Regions from separate parts of the Zea mays genome. Here region 1 is linked to region 2. Evidence: chromatin contacts called from public Hi-C data. All regions are on one chromosome and are shown on one strand. The core of a region is the stretch at or near the end of the contact, and the rest is flanking DNA. Distances in the headings are between cores, read along the strand shown.

Region 1 (5,642 bases), core at 2,963-5,462, 220 kb before region 2:
GACAGTCCGGTGCACACCGGACACTGTCCGGTGCCCGATTTCTTTCCTTAACAGGCGCAGCCGACCGTTGCCGACCGTTGCAGATCTGGCGCACCGGACAGTCCGGTGCACACCGGACAGTCCGGTGCCTCCTTCCGACCGTTGGCCAGACCACGTGTCGCGCGCAGATTCCGCGGCCGACCGTTGGCTCGGCCGACCGTTGGCTCACCGGACAGTCCGGTGCACACCGGACAGTCCGGTGAATTTTAGCCGTACGCCGTCGGCAATTTCCCGAGAGCGGCGTCTTCAGGTCGAGGCAGCCTGGCGCACCGGACACTGTCCGGTGCACCACCGGACAGTCCGGTGCCCCAGACCGAAACAGCCTGTTGGCTGTACACAGCCAACATTCTCCTTTTCTTCTTCTCTTTGTTTCTAACACTTAGACAAATATATTAGTACACAAAACCAATGTACTAAGGCTTAGAAACATACCTTTACTTGTGATTTGCACTTTGTTCACCCATGGACATAGATTCACATTTAAGCACTTCTGTTGGCACTCAATCACCAAAATACTTAGAAATGGCCCAAAGGCACATTTCCCTTTCAGTGTTGCATCATGTATCTTATCAGCTTGCTCTTGCATTTTCCTGAAGGCTTTTGCGAAGACGATATCTGCTACGCTGCCTGTATCAACAAGGACATTGTGAACCAGAAACCCTTTGATAACACAAGATATGACCATTGCATCATTATGGGGATAGTCTTTGAGCTGAAAGTCCTCCTGAGAGAAGGTGATTGGAATGTGTGACCACTTGGATTTGGTGAAGGGTCCTTGCACTCCAACATGTTGCACCCTTCTTTATGCCTCTTTTTTTGCTTCTTGTTGGCTGGCTCAGAACTTGAACCGCCCGTGATTGGGAGCACCAGCTTGGTAGCCGAAGGTGCCGTGACCTAAGCTCATCGGGAAGCCATTGTCACTGTTGTGGTCGAAAGTGAGTTCACCCCATGGTGGGCGCCAATGTTGCTCACTTGCTCTTGAATGCTGTGAATCGGGAACAAGGCAACACAATTGTTAATTATTATGGACCTTCGTCTTTTGAAGCATTATCTCCACATAGGTACAATGCTCATCAGACGAAGGTCAAGAAGGGCATACCTTCATCATTTAACATGTAAACAGGAATGCAAAGGGACGAAGAAAGTAACTGTATCTCGTTGATTCATTCATATTTGCATTCTATAAAACATGTGTGAATATTAGCAGAATTCATATTACATTGATACTTTCGGCTTGCTTGAAGGTGAAGACGCGAGAGAGTGATTACAATTTAGAGTGAACAGTGCAGTGTTACTGTTCATCTATTTATAGGCACAGGACGCAGCCCGGGGGAAATTACATTCATGACCCTTAACATTCATCCATAGATAACCTAGATTACCAAGGTTTATCTTTCTTTTCTTCTTTTTCTTGACTTGAACCGAAGCTGAATGGTAGCTTTGGCATTTAGCAATGTTGCTTCCATGTCAGGTCTTCGTCTTGAGAATCTTTGGCAGAGGTTTTTGTCATATCTTGTGTATCATTTTGTCGAAGGTGTTTTTGTCTTGAGGACCTTCGGCGGAGAAGAAGACCCCCAATAGAGTTATCTTGCTCAATTGAAATAGTTTCATACCTTTGGACCAAATCAACATGAGAGCACTCTAGCTCCTCATGTTCTTTAGTCAACTCTTCCAAGCTTTGGATTTTTGTGGTGAGGACTTCTTCTAGCTTGTGAAGAGCTTCACTTTGCTCTCTCTCTCTCTCCCTTTAGAAGTTTGAGCATGACCGCCTTATCTTCTAGGCTTAGATGAGCGTAGAGTTGCATGAAGCTTCTTTCATCCTCCTCATCTTCATTTGTCCTTCCTCTATCATTTTCATTAGCCACACAACATATGTGGGTATCGAGATGGGAAGACAAACCTTTTGGAGAGGTGGATTCATCATTTTGTCTCCAACGTTCATTTTCTTCTTTTTCCTTTAAAGGGTTAGATTCACAAGGACTAAAGGAAGTAGAAGCATTATATGAACTAACATGTTTGGACTCATCAAATATATTTTTAATTCTAGTCCAAATATCATGCGCATCATGAATAGGTTCATCATATCTAATTATGAAGGCATGCTAATCTTCTTTGCTAAGAGAATTACCTAAGATGTCAAAAGCAAGATAATTTAAGCATAAACACCTTTGATCTTCCTCAGAAGCATTTTTCTTATCATAACTAGGAGGTATAATACTCTTGTCTAAAATTTGTTCTAATTGTGGGTCTATGGTCCTAAAAGCATTTATCACACTAGTAGACCATGAAGCATAATTAGAACAATCGAAAAGTTATATCTCAAGAGTTACCTCATTGTTCTCCTTCGGTGGTATCTTCTTGTTCTTTTGGATTTTTCTCCGAGTCATCACTTCGAGTTGTTAGACTCAATATGAAGTGCCTAGCTCTGTTACCAATTGTAAGTCACCTAGAGGGGGGTGAATAGGCGAAACCTAAAATTTATATTTAACACGACCCTTGATCCCTCGATTAGTGGTTAGAACAAGATGAACAATTATCGCAGTATAAAACTAAGTCATTTGCTTGCAAAAGTATTGCTTTCAAAGAATGCGGAATTAACACAAAACAACACAACTAAAATATCTATGAATAATAAAGCAAGAGGGCTTAGGTAAGAAGAGGAATAACACAAGTTCTTTCTTGCAAGGCGTTGCTTCTATATATGAGAATTTAACTTGAAGCAACATAAAGTAATATCAACAAAGAATAGTGTGTAACACCCAAAATTCTATTTTGGGATTTAGTAAGATTCTCTAAGACGATTGAGCATTAAAATTATTTCCTTTTACCTAATTGGGCTTCCTAAAATAAATAATGATAACACTAAAACTTTGATAGTTTAAGTATATATAAATATATACACACGAGATACATTAAAGCTAGAATTCGAATCAAAACTAAATAAAAATATAAACAAAAAAAGATCATTGATTATTTACTTAGGGAAGTAATTATTTTATGAATTATATGAACCCGCCAAAAAAAGTTAAACCATATATTATCAGGGATCATGTATTAGAAATTACTTTCTAAAAATATTGAATTTGGGCGCATGAATTGTATATTTGGAAGCATCCGCATAAATGAGTAAATAAATATAAAATATTTGCATTCATGTTTGCGTTTTTTGTTGTTGCATTTAATTTAAATTTGAAGACTCAAATTTAAATTTGAATATGGAATTTGAAATTAGAAAAGGGGAAAAGGAAGAAGCAATAAAAAAAGAATCGCATGGGCCTCATCCTAGCTTCTAAACCAAGTGCAACCCATGCCACGTCGTTTTTTATTTGTTTATTCCCCTTGACGCGCATGACGTCATCGTGATGCAAGCATGACATCAAGCTAGGAATGCACGTAGCCACCTCCCTTCACTTCTGTGTGGGCCTCTCCTCACGATAATCTTCTTCCGAGTTTGTTACGTATCGCGCAAACAGCTCCATCTTCTACCGTATCAGAGACAGAACAGAATCACGCAACAGCCTCTGTAACAAACTCAAAGTTTGTTGTAACCGCTTGTAAGATCTGAGCAAACCAGCAGATCTTCCCTGCCACCAGGCGCATAAATACCGGCCAAGACATGCCTTCGTTCTACCAAGCCTGAGCGAAAATATCTCGACCAGCCGAAAAAAACCAGAGAGAGAGGTAAGCCGTCGTCGTGATCAATGTCGTGCATGTGCCGCTGTTCAGGGTTGTACATGGAGTCCTATTTACCGGCTATGACACCGCCACGCCGTGAAGACCATATGCTACAGTTGGCCTTGTCTTTGTCTCCAACGACGGTACGATTTCACGCCTATGGTTCGCTACCGTCACGGAATCCTTTTTTTGCACCGCATCATGGACCATAGGGCCACCTGAGCGCTGGATCGGGGTGGCGTTTGCTGGCAATAGCGGCCGCCTGGTGGATGCAGTTCTGCCGCGGCAGACGCTAGAAGAGATAGGAGAGAGAGATGCAGGAGTGCGAGAGGTTGAAGATGGTGCGGGTACCGTCCATCTCGTGATGGGCGTCTATGATTAAAAGCGAACATACCCCTTCGCCCCATAAAATTGGGGTCGTGCGATGGAATATGGGCGAGTCAGATTAGGTGTGTGGCGTGGTGAATCCTGGATCGTCGGTCACAAATCCAACGGCCACGATTGTGTACTGGTTCGGAGTTATGCGGTTCTAATCTGGGCCACACGCCGTTGATGCAACGGCTAGGATAGACACGTACCCCTTCGCTGCGTAGGTTTTACATAAGAAACCCTGCGCTTTTATATAATCCACCCGCCATCCTCTGTAGTAGTGATATTATGACATTCAGGTCCTCAACTTTATACGTTTGACCCTATTCTTTCAGAAATTTATACCCGAAGTCCAAATCAATCTCAGATTTAATAAAATAAACCAGAAAAATAACTAATACATTTTAACTCCATTTTAGTCTGTTCCAGTTGCGTTGACTTTGTAATAAAATTTTCTACACAGTAGCGAACCTTATTTTGATATATCACATATTGTTATAACAAGATATTGATTTACCCTTTGAGTAGTAGATTTATTTTACTAATCAAGGTTTACAAGTCTATAATTATAATTAGACTAAAATAAGATTTCTAACCAAGATATAATCTAGTTTAAAGTGGATTTGATTATTTAGAGTATATTTACTCATATGATTAATATTAACCAATTTATAATGTATTAATATTCCATCATGTAGACATTCCGAAAACCATATCTGTTCCACTTTAACTCTGAATTTAGTGGTTCTCGAACCTAGGATCTAGTTACGATGCGTAGAAGATTATTATGCAGTTTGTACTTATGTTTGGTGTGGTGTTAATTTTACCTATACACTTTTTGTTTGTATTGCTACGAATAGCGCGAGGTTACGAGTCATCTTGAAGATCATCCTGGTACCTGGAATCTCAAGTCCCAGGCAAGTTGTGCCCTTGATCACTTTTATTTACCCAATAATGATTGCTATAATCATTTTGGCATGCATAGGCTTAATTTTGATGGGACCTAATAGGTCACCCTAGTTTGGTCATCATTACACCTTGTTTATCCTTGAACTTTTGGGTAATCTTTGCTATTGCTCTATATGGTTTTGGGATTAATATTACATTATGATCATGTTCTAATTATACTGTTGTTTTACTTATCGTTCATGACAATATGTCAATATCATTATATTAATTGGAACATCGAGCTTAACTTGAGAAACACGTGCCACCACAAGGGTGGAATGGGACGCCCTTGGTTGACTAATTAGGAAAGCTAGTGGAAGACTACCTTACCCGAAAGGGGCCAGGGCAGTAGGGGAGTAGGCGTGCACGGAGGTTCTCGGGTTGATTTTGCTGCGATGGCGGTCAGACGAGGGATTCCTGCATTGCTCTTCCTAGAAACTGTAGCGGTTTTCGAAAGCTAGTGGAACTTTGTAAAGGCCTCGTAGTGTTACCCTACCTCGCTTCCTTGGTAGAGGTGTATGGGGCCCGTACAACCCGTGGCAGATGGGTAACATGACTTGTGGGTAAATGGCACCACCTCTACAGAGTGTAAAACTGGTATACTAGCCGAG
Region 2 (5,549 bases), core at 2,449-4,948:
CCTAATTATGGTCCCCGACAGCGTCCCATCTGGCTCGCCCCGGTAAACAAGTAATGATGGCGCCCCGCGTGCTCCATGACGACGGTGGCTCTCAGCCCCTTACGGAAGCAAGGAGACGTCAGCAAGGATCCGACAGCCCCGACAGCTGTCCTTCCACAAGGCCCAAGCGCTCCTCCGACGGCCACGACATCACATGAACAGGGCGCCAAACCCTCTCCAGCTGCCACGATGGCATGTACTTAGGGCTCTACCTCCTCTCTGCTAGACACGTTAGCACACTGCTACACCCCCCATTGTACACCTGGACCCTCTCCTTACGCCTATAAAAGGAAGGTCCAGGGCTCTCGTACGAGAAGGTTGGCCGCGCGGGAGAACGGGCTGGCGGACAGTCTCTCTCTCTCTCTCTCCCTCGCGGACGCTTGTAACCCCCCTACTGCAAGCGCACTCGACCTGGGCGCAGGGCAACACGAAGGCCGCGGGTTTCCCCTTTTGCCTGTTTCTCACCCCCTTTCGTGCTCCGTCTCGCGCCGACCCATCTGGGCTGGGACACGCGGCGACAATTTACTCGTCGGTCCAAGGACCCCCCGGGGTCGAAACGCCGACAAGTATAGTACTCTATATAATATTTTTTTGATTTGGCTAACTGATGTTATTGTTTACTCTATGCAATATGTTTTGGTACAACACGGTCAATGAAGTGAGCGATTAGAAGAGAGTTCACAACGACTGACTGAACGAACAGAGATGATAAAATAACATAATTCCACCATATAGAGACCAAATAAGAGAAAGTTTGTGAGCTCAAGTTTCTAAAATAAGTCACATGAAGTCAAACTTATAAAAAAGATAGATCAAAATATGGAGTGATTGCTAAATTCATGCATCAATAAAAACTGGATGTGCTCCATATAAATTATGCTATTTCGTAGCAATTACTAACGTTTAAAATCAACAAATAATCATTCATTTTACTGTTAGTGTGACAAATCATTGTTGCTCCATCCAATTCAGCAACCTCAAACACCATGGAGTCCATTGCGCCAATGTGGTCTCCGAAACGACCTAATGCTTGCAAGAGCCAAGAACGTCGTGCCGTGCTTGGGTTGTAGCCTCGGCCCGTAGTGCTGGCCCGGCCCGATATAATTATATTTGTTTTATTTTACAAAAAACGTATATACATATATACAATTTTATATTCAATATTTAAAACATCTAAGCATGATGTTCTACTGGTTAGACAGCTTTACTCACCTCCATCAGGGCATGGGTTTGAACTCTACCTCCTGCACCGTTTTTTAATGTTTTACGCTGATTTAATCAAATGGGCCGACATGCCTAGGCCAGAGTTGTGGCCCGCGGGCGTCTGGCCCATGCCGGACCGGCGCTTGGCCATCTATAGGCGTACATCGGATTAATTTGAAATAACTGTGAGAGGTTATTTGTAAAAAGATGACGCGGGACGACCGTTGAAACTGGTGCTTTAAGTATAGTATAGATTATGGACCCAACTGCTCTGTTTCTTTGCCCTGTTGGCTTTACATTATGGACCCAATTGCTCTGAATATGCAATGCATCTTCCAAGGATGACGACCTCGAATTATTTGATGAGCATATGCGGTGTCCAGCTCATAGTTTAAATTTGAATTGGTCAAGCTCATCTCTTAGAATGGTTTGCTCATGCAATCTCATAGATCTGACAACTTCCTAGTGTGTTTTTTTCTTCAATATGGCGATGGTCTCACCATCATGTCTGGGAATATCTTCATTAGATATGCTGCTTCATGACCATACGTCCATAGCTTCAGTGAACTGAACTGATGTTTTATAGACATGTTTCTGTGATCCTGTGTCCTTATTATCGGTGACACTTGACATGAAATGGTAGCATTTACAGATGCTGGTCCATTTGGAATTCTAGGAACGAAATCTGTTTTGATGGAAAGAAAGTATCAAAACCTGCAATTATTTGTCAGTCATGTACTTTGTGCAGCGACATGTACTAAAAACCTAGTTATTGCACTGAATAACAGAGAGTGTGTCTTATTTTTTTTATACCGTGTTGTGGATCCCCTCATCTGTTATTCAGTGCTCTAAACTGTTATTCAGATCACTAGCTATTGCTTTGGCTATGTGCATGGAACCATGTTCATGTTCTTTGTGTAACCATGTAAACTAAACTGTGTATCAGTTGATGTTACTTTAGTAGTGATAAGTAAAGCTAACATGGAGAAGGAAAATGCAATGGCAATCTACATGAAGCTTGTGGAAAAGGGGTTAAACTCATAATTTATTTTAGTGGCAAAGTTCCTAATAAAGAAGCTTGTACTTCATTTTTATGTTATATTATCTATACGTGTAAATGGAGATGATTTTATGTGATTTGGTGATGGATTAAGTTTGTTGAATATTTGATTTTATTCAAATTAAACTTTGTGTGCTATTTTTAAACATTTTTCTAATGTTCACACAACTATCCGTACGTGTGATGTGATGATGGATGAGTAGTTGCTGTTTGATTTTTTTTTCCTGATTTTGATTTTTTTTTTTTTGCACAAGACGGGTATTTGGCCCCTTGATTGCCAAATATAACAGAGTGAAAAAAATCCTCCATGAAAATTAAAGTATCATTTAAAATACTTTTAAAATCCTCTTGCTGGATTATTTCCCGGGGCTTTTTGTCCTCTCGCTGCCAAACTAAGCTCTAGTGGTCAATCTTCGTATCTGCATTTGTTTCATCAAGACTCGAAGACTTCTGGCAATCAACGATTGTTTGGTAAAGTAGTATTCAATACCTGGCTCTGGCTCTGGCTACATAAAAATCTTATTAGGTCTGCAGTCAGTCGTATCGACTCCGAGTCTGAGGTCTGTTCAGATGATCATTTTTCACACAAGTATTGTATCTAGCACTTAATAAAGTTTATTAGGTGTACACGATGGTGATGGAAATGATGTTAGTTTTCTCTAGTGCGCAGCCATGGAGTAGGAAACCACATAGAAAGCGCAAGTATTATTTAGATCAGCGCCAACAAATCCTCGATGGCGTGGGCCAAAGTTCTCCATAGATTCGTGAAACACGACGTGCAATTAAGTTCAATCCACCAAAACTATACATACTGACACACTAGCCAGCAAATTGATATGGATATCCAGTTGGGCTGCGAAGGCCAATCTGAACGTTGGGCGCAAGAATTCAGAATACGGCATCAGCACGTCGCCTCTGCCCGACACACGCACGCAAACCATTAGAATTTACTCCATAATTTAACGAAAAACAAAAACCTGCAACGTGTGGACGGCCGTGATGCGGCTGCTGTGGGACAGGTACCGTTGACCTCAAGCGTGAACCGTCCGATGCAAGCACGCATGTCGGCATCACGACGTCGCCCGCTCGCCATTTTTTTTGCTTATGGCGCAAGGAAAGAGGCTGGCAACTTGGCATCCAAGTTTAGCGCCTTGCGTACCCGTGCCCAGGTGGGTCCGGACCCATGCGTCGGAGAGCGATCGAGGACGGAGGGCGGTGGGTGGATAGGATAGGCCGGAATAATAATAACGCAGGTGGGGTCACGGCAAAGGCGTGCCGCGTGCGTGGACCTCGCCCTCATCTCTTCTGCTCCGTGTTCAATAATTCCACCACCGCATAGCTCCTGCCTTCTTCCTAGTTCCTACCTTCGCCCCCCCCCCCCCCCCCCCCCGCCGTCGATTCGTGCTGCGCTCACCTCGACCCAGTTCAATATCGCTGGCGAGGGAAGCAGCAGCAGAAGCTCCGGCGAGAACCCCCACCTCCGGCTATCGCCTGGGGATAAAGTGGGGTCGGTAGGGGCGGTGACCTAGGGGGAGCAAAAGGGATCCGATAGGGAGAGATGAAGCAATCAATTTATTCGTCCGCCGTCGCCCCTGCTAACGCCCCCACTACTAACCCTAGGTAAGCGTCGTCGATCGGCGGATCTGCTTGTCTGACTGACTGGTTCCTCGGCGAAGAGGATCCCCTTGTATATTGTATATGTATGTATTTTCGATCTGGAAGCTTTTTTTTTGATCTGTAGCCTTCATGTTCGATTTGTTGGATGCCAATTATATGTGCTATGAAGATGTGAATTGTTGGGGGCTAAAGCAGATTTGAGATCACCAAATCGATTCTTCTATGTATTGTTGACTTTTCAAAAATTTCCATTCCTGCACTGCAGTCCTGTTTAATTACTTGTTAAATTATCCATGGAAACTGAGTGGATTTTGTCAGAATTCCGCTGAATTTTACCCTATGCACCATATTCTGATGTTTACTTCTATTACTTGACTAGTCATTTACTGCCCTGCCATGTGCTCTGCAATGGATATGGTCTAAGATACAAGTTTTCTTGCTCCATGTTCAGTTAAATTCATTGGTTAACTGCTAATTTGTGCATGAAAGAGAATATTTGGTGCTTTAATCCATCACCATAGATTATTTCATAACCATGTTATCTGTAGGTTAGTACAAGCATCTTGCTCCCTCACCAGCAGCAGACCTTCATGGCTAATAATACCATAATAGTAAAAGCCTCTCTATCTGTCTATATGGTTGCAGCACTCCCTAGGCATTGCTAGTCAACAGGTTGACTTATTTTTCATGGAAAGAACATTTTTGCACCACGACATGACAAAAGATGTGTGCACTTCTATAATCTGTTTGGCCATGCTTAACATAACAGCTAGTGACAGCATTAAGATTTGGATTTTTCCCAGGGTCTCACTGGAAAATTGATACCATAGTCATTCCTTTTTTTTTTGAGTGTCCTGCTGTAATCCAATATTGTTTTGCTGCATATAAAGTGCAGCAACAATTATCTTACTGATTTCTGACAATTTTCCCTTAGCAGGATCATACTGTCTTTTGGCGTTTCTTCTCCGGCTCTTTTTCGTTTGCCTGTCGGTTACAAGGTGGAACGTCTTCAGAAGCTTCTCCACTAGATTAGTGTAAATAGTAGACTTGTTCAGGTTTAGTTTGGTTGGAAGAATTAGTTTCTGGTTCGTGTTCATTTCTGCTAGCAATAATGGCTGCGATGAACGGAAAGGTATTGGGTAAATGTGGAAGGAACATGAATAGTCTCAAGAGAAAGCGGGAGAACCCCGCTGCATATGATGCTGACATATTCCACAACTCTGAATTGCATCAGCACCCTGTCAATGATTCTGCTGTTAGGTTTCATGTTGATAAAGACCGCAAGGCAAAGATCGTGTGCCACTTCAACAAGCAGGTTTTGCAGAGCTATAAGAACTTCATGAGTAGCGCACCACCTAAACGTATTTTGCTTCGCATAGGTGCTGTCTGGAAAGACTTCCCAGAAAAGATTGTCAAATTGGCACAAGCTGACTTCAGGGCGAAAAAAACAATCACAGAAACAGGATATCAGAACCAGCTATTTTTGCTGGATTTTGCCCATATGACATTCATAGACACGAAGACAGGTCTTCAGAGGCCGATTGCTTGGATCGATGAAAATGGAAACCGCTACTTCCCAGAATCATTTGTGCAAGATCAGAAAATATTTATGAAGAAAGATTTTGGCAAC

Evidence for each region. Hi-C and Micro-C count contacts between places; a contact is called where the count stands out from the background.
Region 1: a Hi-C map of endosperm shows a contact between it and region 2, with 8 times the contacts expected there. The contact joins the enhancer-like site here to the promoter of LOC103637733 in region 2. A contact is called at or near these places in 4 of 25 Hi-C or Micro-C datasets (ear, endosperm, leaf and 1 more).

Annotation. Positions count from the first base shown.
Region 1 is chr1:105,684,056-105,689,697 of Zm-B73-REFERENCE-NAM-5.0, reverse strand. No RefSeq gene overlaps it. Among protein-coding and RNA genes, the nearest start is that of LOC103637733, 220 kb to the right of the region's middle. Within about 2 kb of position 4,212, at least 14 of the 20 cell types and tissues checked have an H3K27ac peak or open chromatin away from gene starts, as enhancers often do. A contact at or near this core is called in ear, endosperm and leaf, where this site is marked.
Region 2 is chr1:105,462,379-105,467,927 of Zm-B73-REFERENCE-NAM-5.0, reverse strand. LOC103637733 (probable inactive poly [ADP-ribose] polymerase SRO1) reads left to right here and starts at 3,698. Exons shown (of 7, transcript NM_001428418.1): 1 at 3,698-3,922; 2 at 4,857-5,549. The coding sequence starts at 5,031.